2 separate regions of the Athene noctua genome follow, and region 2 is linked to region 1. The links are chromatin contacts, called in public Hi-C maps. All regions are on one chromosome and are shown on one strand. Each heading gives the region's core, a stretch centred on a gene start, on an enhancer-like site or on the middle of the called end of the contact. The rest is flanking DNA. Distances are from core to core; before and after follow the strand shown.

Region 1 (4,469 bases), core at 973-3,472:
AGCAACTGTGAGGGATTAATCTTGGCACTTTAACTGTATGGAAATCCTAGTGACGCATCTGTTACGGGCAACAGAAAGGGGCTGCCATTTCATTCCTGGTTGAGGTTTTCTGCAGTCTCAAGCCTTGCAGCACATAACTATGAAAGGAAAAAATACATGCCTAAGCACGTCCCTTGTCCCAACACGAGAAGGGGGAGGGTTAATCACGTCCATCCGCCATTTTCTGAGCGGAGGAGGAAGACATGTTGGAACAAAAAAAAAAAAAAAAAAAAAAAAAAAAAAAGAAAGCAACAAAAGAAAGCAGCCATTTCCAGTACCGGCTTCAAACTCTTAACCTCATCAAGAACACTGGCTCTCACCAAAACAGTCTCACACTTTGTTCTAATCGCAAGAATTTCTGACAGCTCAGGAACTGCTCTAGATCTCACTTTCAAAGCACTGTATGTACGGATAAGAAAAGACTGCGGGACGGTGGTGAGGATACCCAACTAGTTGTGAAGCTTGGAACGGAGCATTTTCCCTGCAACAGCCCAAATCCTCCCAGATAAATCTCTTAAATGGTGGTGTCCTGCCTCAGGCTAACATTAAAGAAAAGTCACTGTACTGCCATACATAAGTGATTCCTACCGTATATGTGGGATGCCAACTCCTCCCTGCAGAATCTTGTATAGTTTGCTTTCATACAGCAGCTGGGGATGTCTAGCCTTCTGAGACTCCAACTTTACAGCAACTTCCTACAGTGAGAGGGAACAAGGAGTCAGAGCAGAGTGTCCACCAAGCACAGACTTGTCACTGAGGTTTAAGGAGCACAGTACTTCAATATGCCCCACACACCCCTGCTGTAAATGCTTTGAAGTATACTTTTTTTTTAAGCTCTCGGTGCTCAGCGTCCTGCATTTTGTTGCATCTTCAAATAAAATCCATATCGTGATGATCTGTACAATAAATATCCATCCCAGGTCATGAAATTGAACTGGAGATGTAAAGTCTTCAGATCCATATAAGTGAGGAAGAACATATGTGGGTGTTTCTTCTTTACAGCTCAGAGCCGTGAGGGGGAGGAAGAAAAAAGAAAAAAACAAGGAAAAAAAGCAGCTTAAGAAACAGGGGATCTTCTTTGTTTCTATAACTGTTGATGAAAATGAGAGAAAGTATTCCCCAGCTGAGAGAGAGGAGATAGATAACTGGCAGTAGAGGGACGACTTCGGCTGCTCATAAAAGACAAAATATGTTTTCCCACAATGGTGGTCTCCTCTCTCTAACACTCACAAGCGAGCTATGCAACTGCTGGGTGGGAGAAACCACGACCGCACGGCTCTGCCGTCGGAAAAGGCAGTGCCACCCCACTAGCGAAGAAGGCCGTCAAACAGGGGAAGCCCCTCAACCCCGGGGTACACACCTCCAACTCCCCCACCTCGCGGAGGGCGGCTCAGCCACCCTGGCGAGACGGGGCCGGCCGGTGCCTCTGAGGCAGCGATAGCGGGGACAAGGGGGGGCAAAACCAGGCTTCAAGCCGGCCTCGGAAAGGTTATCGTCGGTCTCCCGTTCCCCTCGAGGTGCGGAAGGGACCGCGCCGATGGGCCCAAGGAAGTGAGGGAGTGCGAGCCGCCCTTACCTCCCCGTTGGTGATGTTGATCGCCAAATAGATGTCCCCAAAGGAGCCCGACCCGATCTTCCGCACCAGCTTGTATTTGCCTCCGACAATGAACTCGGCCTTGGAGCCGCTGCTACTCGCCATGGCGAGGGGCGGCTGCGGGGCCCTCCCGGCGCTGAGAGACTCGGGGGAAGAAAGAGGCCTCTACCGCCGCCCCAGAGGAGGGGAAAGGGGCAGGGGAGGGAAGAGGGGAAGGGAGGGGGGGGGACGCAGAACAAGGAAGGCTGATCCCCGCTGCTCAGCTCCAGCCAGGCCCCTCCGGCGGGGGTTCCCCTCCGCGGCTCTGTCCCGCTCCCCGGCCAGGCGGCGCCCGGCTCTCGGCGCTCTCCAGAAAGACAAGAGGCGGCCGCCGAGGTGCTGTGAGGGTAGGGTAGGGGAGAGGGGGGGAGGGGAAGGGAAACGCGAAGCCTGCTGGCTCCGCCGGGTCCCGGCCGCCGCCGGCCCCTCACTCGGCCGCCGCCGCCATCTTGTCTCTCAATCGCTGCTATCGCGGACACAAAATGCCCCCAGCCTGCAGCCGCCGCTTCTTCACCGCGCGGGGCACGCTGGGAGCGGGGCGGGGCGGCAAGCGCGCGTGCGCCGGGGAAAGGCCGCTCCCCTTCCCGCAGCGCGCCTGCGCGCGGAGCCGCGCGGGCGGGGAGGAGGGAGGGGCGAAGGCGGTGTCGTGTCCTCTGCGCATGCGCACACACCGCCCGCCCTCAAAGCCAATGACCGGCGTCGCTCTTCACCGGGCTTAGTCCCAGCGGCTTGTCACGTGGTATATACGTGCATGCGCATCCCTCGAACCCGTGCCCGGGCGGAAGTGGAAGGAGAGAAGCATACGTGCCCTCACCCGCTCTTAAAGGGACAGGCGTCCCAGCCCCCCTGCCTCGCGGGCCTTGCCTGGGCCTGCTGCGGGCGCTGCTCTACTTGGGGCTGAGAGCAGGGGGCGTCGAAACCGCAAGGCTCCTGCTGAGTCTCCTGAGTGTCTGCTCTACCCCACTGCCCTCGTGTCCCTCAGGCAGTGGGGATGCAGCCTGACGTTTGCCCTCGCTGGCTGCGAGGTGGCTGTGGGGCTGGGGAACTGGAGGTCAGGTGGGGTCAGAGTCACCACCATGATGCACGCTTCACGCCTCTTTTATGTGGGGTTGTGACAGGGCTGCTGGCACTGTTTCAAGGTTCTTATCAAATCCCAAAGCCCAATCTGCATGTATGTTAATGGTCTGGGTTTGTAAACAAATGAATCCACAACAACCTGTCTCCTGTCCTCCTGCGGCGCCAAGGCCCTGTGGTATCTGCAGCCCAGTGGGTTGTAGGGCTGAGCTGAGAGACCAGTGGTGCCTTCCCCGCTCCTGTGCACACACAACATCTGCTTCATTACCCTTCCCTGCTCGGCCTGACACATCTGATTTAATCCTCCAACCTTGAGCCTTGGCCTCCTGGGATTGCAGTGCACAGCACTACATACCCTGGATGGGCCGCAGGCATTTCTGCCAGGAGTTTTTCAATCCAGGTGAGGATTCGGGAGGAGGCTGTGGCCCCCTCACAAGGACAACACCATGGGCAGAGCCACCTGTCATGGCCACATCTCAGCCTTCACATTGCCATTACATTCGGCTCCTCTCTTTCCCCAGATTGCTTTGACCCAGCAGCTCGTGCTCCAGGAGCTGTTTCTTGCTGTCTGTCAAACCCGAGATCTCCTCTGTTGCCCCCTCGCTCAGCGCTGTGAGTTTTTCCTTTGCAGGAACACAAAACTGTGAATTCCCAGTGACTCATCATCGCTCCCTGTCAGAGTGGCGTCTTCTGCTGTGCAAGCCTACATTTGGGAAATGATTCAGTCTGCAGGAGAAAGCAAGCTCTTACAGTAATGTAGCTCATGTATGTAGAAGGAAAGCCTACTATGGTGTCTGCTTTTAAGAGGGGCAATCAGGAAAAACTGCTTTCCAGTTTGCCTGGTGCACCCAAAACTATGAGAACAATAAAAAAGTTTGATTTTAAGACTGGTCTATGTACAGATCTTTTTGAATAGCTAACTATTTAGAGAAAAGTGAGATTTAGAGGTCCAGGTTAGGACACTGCTATATTGGTAGGAAGTTTTTCATACAAAAGTGGAGGAGTCCTCTTAACAGAACAGCATCCACACGGTGATAGAGGCTTTTATTGCATTCACCATGTTGCTTTCTAGCTTGGTAAAGGCAGTGTGTTACAAACACTTTCTGTCTCCACAAGTGCAAAAAAGTCCTGGCTTGTGTCCATCTGGCTGTTGGGCAGCAAGGGAAGTCTGATTTGCCTGTGTTTCTTCCTGTGGTGGACTCAGTCCGCTCCAGGATGATTCCATAGTGAGAGACCAGGAGGAATGGAGAGGGAAGACTGGCAGCCATCAATGCCCTGAACTGCACAGATGAGCTCCAAGTTCCTCTTGTGTTTCAGGGAGTTTTAGATCCAAGGTTTTACTACAGGTCTCTCCATGTCTCTAATAAAAATAAAATGTGAAAGATCCAAAATCAGCTTGGACTGTGCCAGATGCACCAGAATGAATATGATGCTCTGAGAGCAAGCTAGCCTCCAACTCATTCCCACCTCGGTTCTGTCAAGGAGCATTTGCGCAAGCAAGAATATCTGCACTCTTGTCACTCAAAGGGAATGTGGATCTTGTGCGGAGGAGCTCAGATACATCGCTCACTAGTTAAGGGGGCTGGAGTTTCAAGGGCAAATGAGGTATCTTTAAACATCATGCTCATTTCTAAATGCAGAGCCCCTGCGTCCTCAGTTGCCCTCACATTGCTGTTAATGGTGATTTGCAGACATCTTAGGACTGATGTGCACTTAGCGGCCT
Region 2 (4,469 bases), core at 1,376-3,875, 180 kb before region 1:
CTCCAGCCCTGGGGACCAACATCCTTTCCCAACGACAGCGTCTGAGCACAGCCTCACACAGAAACACGGGGTGGTGCCTTCCCAAGCCACTGGCAGGAGAGGTGCTGACCCTGACTTCTCCGAGTTCCTGGTGTTGATATAGCACAAGATACATTTCAAGCCCAGCTCCCAGTGATTCCACATGCAGCCAGCAACTTTCAGCTCTCCCAGTGATCAGTCAGCTGATGTTCCGAGTCAGGCATCCGGGAAAGAAGAACACAGTTATTGACTGGGTGGGGAAAGTTTGGTTTAGGTAAACTCTTAGCATCTCAAAAAGCGCACAGAGGTAGGGATAAGCAACCCAGTGTCCAGGGAAGTTGCTGGTAAAATTCAATGAAATTGGCACCCTTTTTCTTCCATCCTCTTAGCCTCATCACCATCATGTCCCTTTTCACTGAACGATGCAGGGTCCTGCAGGCAGCATCTTCCTCCGCACAGCCTGAGCTATGTGGTACATGCTGGGTACTGAATGAGGCAGGCGCCTTATGGGAAAAATATGCCTCTAATAATTGCCGTGAAAGACTGTTGCAATGCACAGACACAAAGGGATGAAAGGAGGCTGCGTTATCATCCTGACATTTCCTCATTTCTGATTTCTTGTCTCAGGCATCCCTAACACCCTTTTATGGCAGCTTTTGTAGCCGGTTTCCTCACTCAAAAAAAGGAAATGGGATTTACAAAACACCATGGGACAGTGCTGATGGTGAGGGGCTCCAACCAGTGCCCTGCACCATGGGTCCCTGCTGCAGCCCGGCCAGAGGCCAGGTCCCTGGTCAGGAGTCACTGGCTGAGGTGGGGGGGAGGCAAGAGTTTGAGCTCCCTGCTGTTAGCTAACAAGTGCCAAAACCCAAAAATCTCATGGCAGGGGGCACCTGATGCCCTGCCTGCCTGCCCCGCTGGCAGCGCCCGCTGCCCCTTCCCCGTGGCGCAGCTCCATGGGGCTGGAACCCTCTGGTTGGGAGGGGATGAAGGGGAAGAGGTTCTGTGCTGGTGCCCCCTGAACTCTGCCAAAGCACCCTGTCCTCTTCTGCAGCCCTCTGCAACCCCAGCCTGTCTCTGCTGGAAATTTCAAGTTGTTCTGAAAGCAGCAAGTTAACAAGATTTGGAAACCAGGTCAGCGGAAGAAGCTTAATTAGCTCACTGAACCGTAGGGACCAGCTCACATTGTGTCTGCTTTATTGACTCCCCGAATGGACGTTATTGATACGATAGGTGTGAGCCTTACCATGACGGGGTTCTGTGCTCTTCCCTCGAGGAAGGGACACCGGGGCACAGGGAAACTTCACAGAAGACCTCAAATGAGCTCCATAGAACAGCCCAAGCGATCCTGCCATGCTGTATCAGCAGCACTGCTTTCTCCTTGCCTGTTCCCCCCAGCCTTACAGGGACCCCCAAACCCACTGCTGGTCCTGCTCTTCCTACCCAGCCACCACCTCTGGGGAGGGGACAGAGCTGAGGGGACAGGCAGCAGGGCTTGCAGCGAGCTGGCTGCATCACCAGCAGCACAGGCGTAGCTCACACGACCTGCTACCTGTCTTGTCATGTCATCGCAAACATCTGCTGCCGCAAACAAAACAGCAAGAGAAAAGGAAAGCAAAAGGCCCTCTCTGGGCGGCACTCCAGCCCTAGGAGCGGGAGAGATGCGGCGCCTGTCACGCTGCATGAAAAACCCCTTTCATTAGCGGCAAAGATCGTAGCTCGCCTCTTTGAATCGCAGCACAGCTTCTCGGGGGCTTCGCAGGCAGGGCAGGCGCAGCCCTGGGAGCAGCTCTGGTGGGTAAGGATTTATTCTGATAGATAGCTTCTCGCAACCAAAACAAGGAGTAATGGCTTTGAAGCCCTTCCAGGAATCCTGATGTGCTGCCAGCAGCGAAGGCTGATCATGAGGGAAGAGCCCCCTCTCCATCCTGCAGACGGGTTCTGTGCAGACACCCACAGCCCCCTCCCTGCTCCCGGCGTGGGACAGACACCCGGGAAGCCTTGTGGTGTGCTGCCAGGCTGGAGGGGGACCTTGGCACTAGAGGAAATTCAGTTTCCAGCATAAATTGCATCCCCCCCCCCCCCTCAGCCTCTGTCCTGGGACAGCGTTTCTTGGCACGCTTAGCTGCCCGAGGGTCACGCCGGACAGTGAGCAGGGTGGGATGGGCAGCCAGTCCCACCCAGCGCTGGGGGGAGTGTGTGGGGAGCCCCATGGCAAGGAGGGGCCAGCCTGGCAGCCTCCGGAGCTGCAGGCAGAGCTGCGGGCAGGGCTGATGGCAGGGCAGAGCGCAGGACTGAAGACAGGGCAGCAGGAAGGGCAGGGTAGCACAGCAGGCAGGGCCGGACCACAGGCAGGCCTGCAGGCAGGGCAGGAGTGGAGGCAGGAGTGCAGGCAGGGCAGCAGGCAGGACTGGACCGCGGGCAGGCCTGCAGGCAGGGCAGGGCACCGGGCAGGGCAGGGCAGGGCACCGGGCAGGCGTTGCCCAGCAGATGGCGGCGGTGCCGAGGCGGCGCGTCCCGCAGCCGCCCCCCGGGGCCGGGGCCGGGGCCGAGCCGCCGCCCCCCGCGCTGCCCCCCGCGCCGCTCCGCGCTGCCCCGCCGGGCGGTGCCGGCCGCGGGCTGAGCCGCCGGGGCGGGGCCGGGCGCTGCGCGGCCCCACACCCGCTATAAGAGGAGCGGCCGCGGCCGCGCTGCGCAGTGCATGGTAGCGGGCAGCCGGGACGGCGCGGCCCCGCCGGGACCCTCCCCCGGGCCGGCCCCGGGCGTCCCTCTCCCCTCCCAGCCCCGACACCCTTGACCTTGCCATCCGCGGAGACAGCCCTGCTGGCTGGCGGAGCTGCCTTGGGATGCGTTAGCGGGCGGCTCGCACGGAAATACTTCTCCTAGGAAGGAGAGAGGCAACCTCCTCCCAGTGACGGTGGCGGGGGTTGGGAGGAAAAGAGGATTTAAAGAGCATCTTTGCCCCCTTTGTTGAATGCGAAGGACAGAGGAGAGCCAGCAAGATGAGCACTAGCAGTAAGTACGGCTTTCCCTTGCCTGTGCTATGGGGATGGGGCTGTATTGCACTGATCTGGCTGGGAGGAATTGGAAAGAAAATGTCACAACAGGGTTGACAAGCCTAATGGGATGGATTTTTTTTTTTTTATTTTCCTGCCTTTGCTTTCTGACAGGATCTGGCTCTGCTGGCCTTCCTTTCATGTAGGCTAAGCCATGGTGCTTATCTCTACTGAGTACTTTTCTTGGCTTGTATTTCTGGGGTTTGGAGGGCAGATCACGGACTAAAATGTCGATATGCAACATGGTGAGAGGAAGCTGGGAGCACTCTGACAGGCAGTGGGTTCGCTTGCTGATGCCACTGCCTTGGTATAAATGGACACAGGGAGCAGCTGATGGGGAGGAGGAGCAGGGTAAGGAGAGACCCAGAAATCAGGGACCTGAACAAAGCACAGGTGCAATACTGAAAAACATGTACCTTCTGCAGCTGGGGATGTGGGTGTTTCTATTGTGTGTGTGAGAGAGACAGGGACAGAGGCACTCATGCACTATGTATGAATTTCTAAAGAAGTGTAGATTGGAAATTGCTGTATAAAATGAGAACTGGCACCTGCTACTCATCTGGTTACTTCTGGTTTTGCATCCTTGTTGCAAAGTCTGTAAAGATTGATCAGGTTTGATCAAGTCACCATTTCTTTTTTCCTCACTGATATGATGTGTGACAGCTGTACCCACCTTGCTAGCACAGTTTTGATCCATTCCTTTAAAAGAAATGAGCTCCCAGCTGAAGGAGTCGATGCTGATGGCTACCTGACAGTTTTCCTTCTGGGATAAGCTGCCTAAGGAAGGTGCCCTCCCTCCCCTGGGTCCTAGAGGCGATGTGAAGAAAGGAGGACTCCCCCAGGCAGAAAGTGGCAGAGCAGCGACTTCTCCATTGCACTGGCGTGTTGAGGTTTCTCAATCTGAGGGCTTGGGGTGGTTCCCAAGCAAAACACCGTGAAAAATGCCTTGGCATGCTGCAAGGCAACAGAACAGGTGATTCCAGCTCTGTTAGGCTGTGTCAGAGGCGAGAAAACTTTCCAGGTGCCCTCTGCATGAGCCACACCTGGGACAGGAGCTAGCCCCCTTCCTGGGGGAGAGGGGCTGGTCGTGCCCAGGTGGGAAACAATAGGGACTGATTCTCTGAGCCTTCTGGATGCCTGAACAAAGGGTCCTCCACCCTCTGTCCCTCTGGGTGATGAGTGTGGGCCCAGTGCAGAGGGCTGGGGTGGCACACGGTGCTTGCTGGGGTCAGTGACCACAGTGGTCAGGTGGGACTATTAAGCTTCCTCCAAGCAATTTTGACAAGTGTGTGTTGGTTCCTGTTGGGATTCCTTTCCAGGTCTTAACAGCCAGCTTGGCTGCTGATAGCGATAAGGGCTGTTTACAGCACTGGTGTGTTATAACTATCAGATTGT

What was found. A called contact is a pair of places that touch in the nucleus more often than the background predicts.
Region 2: a contact with region 1 is called in a Hi-C map of heart, with 2.8 times the contacts expected there. The contact joins the promoter of ABLIM3 here to the promoter of CSNK1A1 in region 1. A contact is called at or near these places in 2 of 2 Hi-C or Micro-C datasets (heart and liver).

Annotation. Positions count from the first base shown.
Region 1 is chr12:12,292,159-12,296,627 of bAthNoc1.hap1.1, reverse strand. It overlaps CSNK1A1 (casein kinase 1 alpha 1), which reads right to left and starts at 2,222. Exons shown (of 11, transcript XM_074916365.1): 1 at 1,616-2,222; 2 at 628-734. The coding sequence starts at 1,738.
Region 2 is chr12:12,468,524-12,472,992 of bAthNoc1.hap1.1, reverse strand. ABLIM3 (actin binding LIM protein family member 3) reads left to right here and starts at 2,625. Exons shown (of 22, transcript XR_012634401.1): 1 at 2,625-3,033.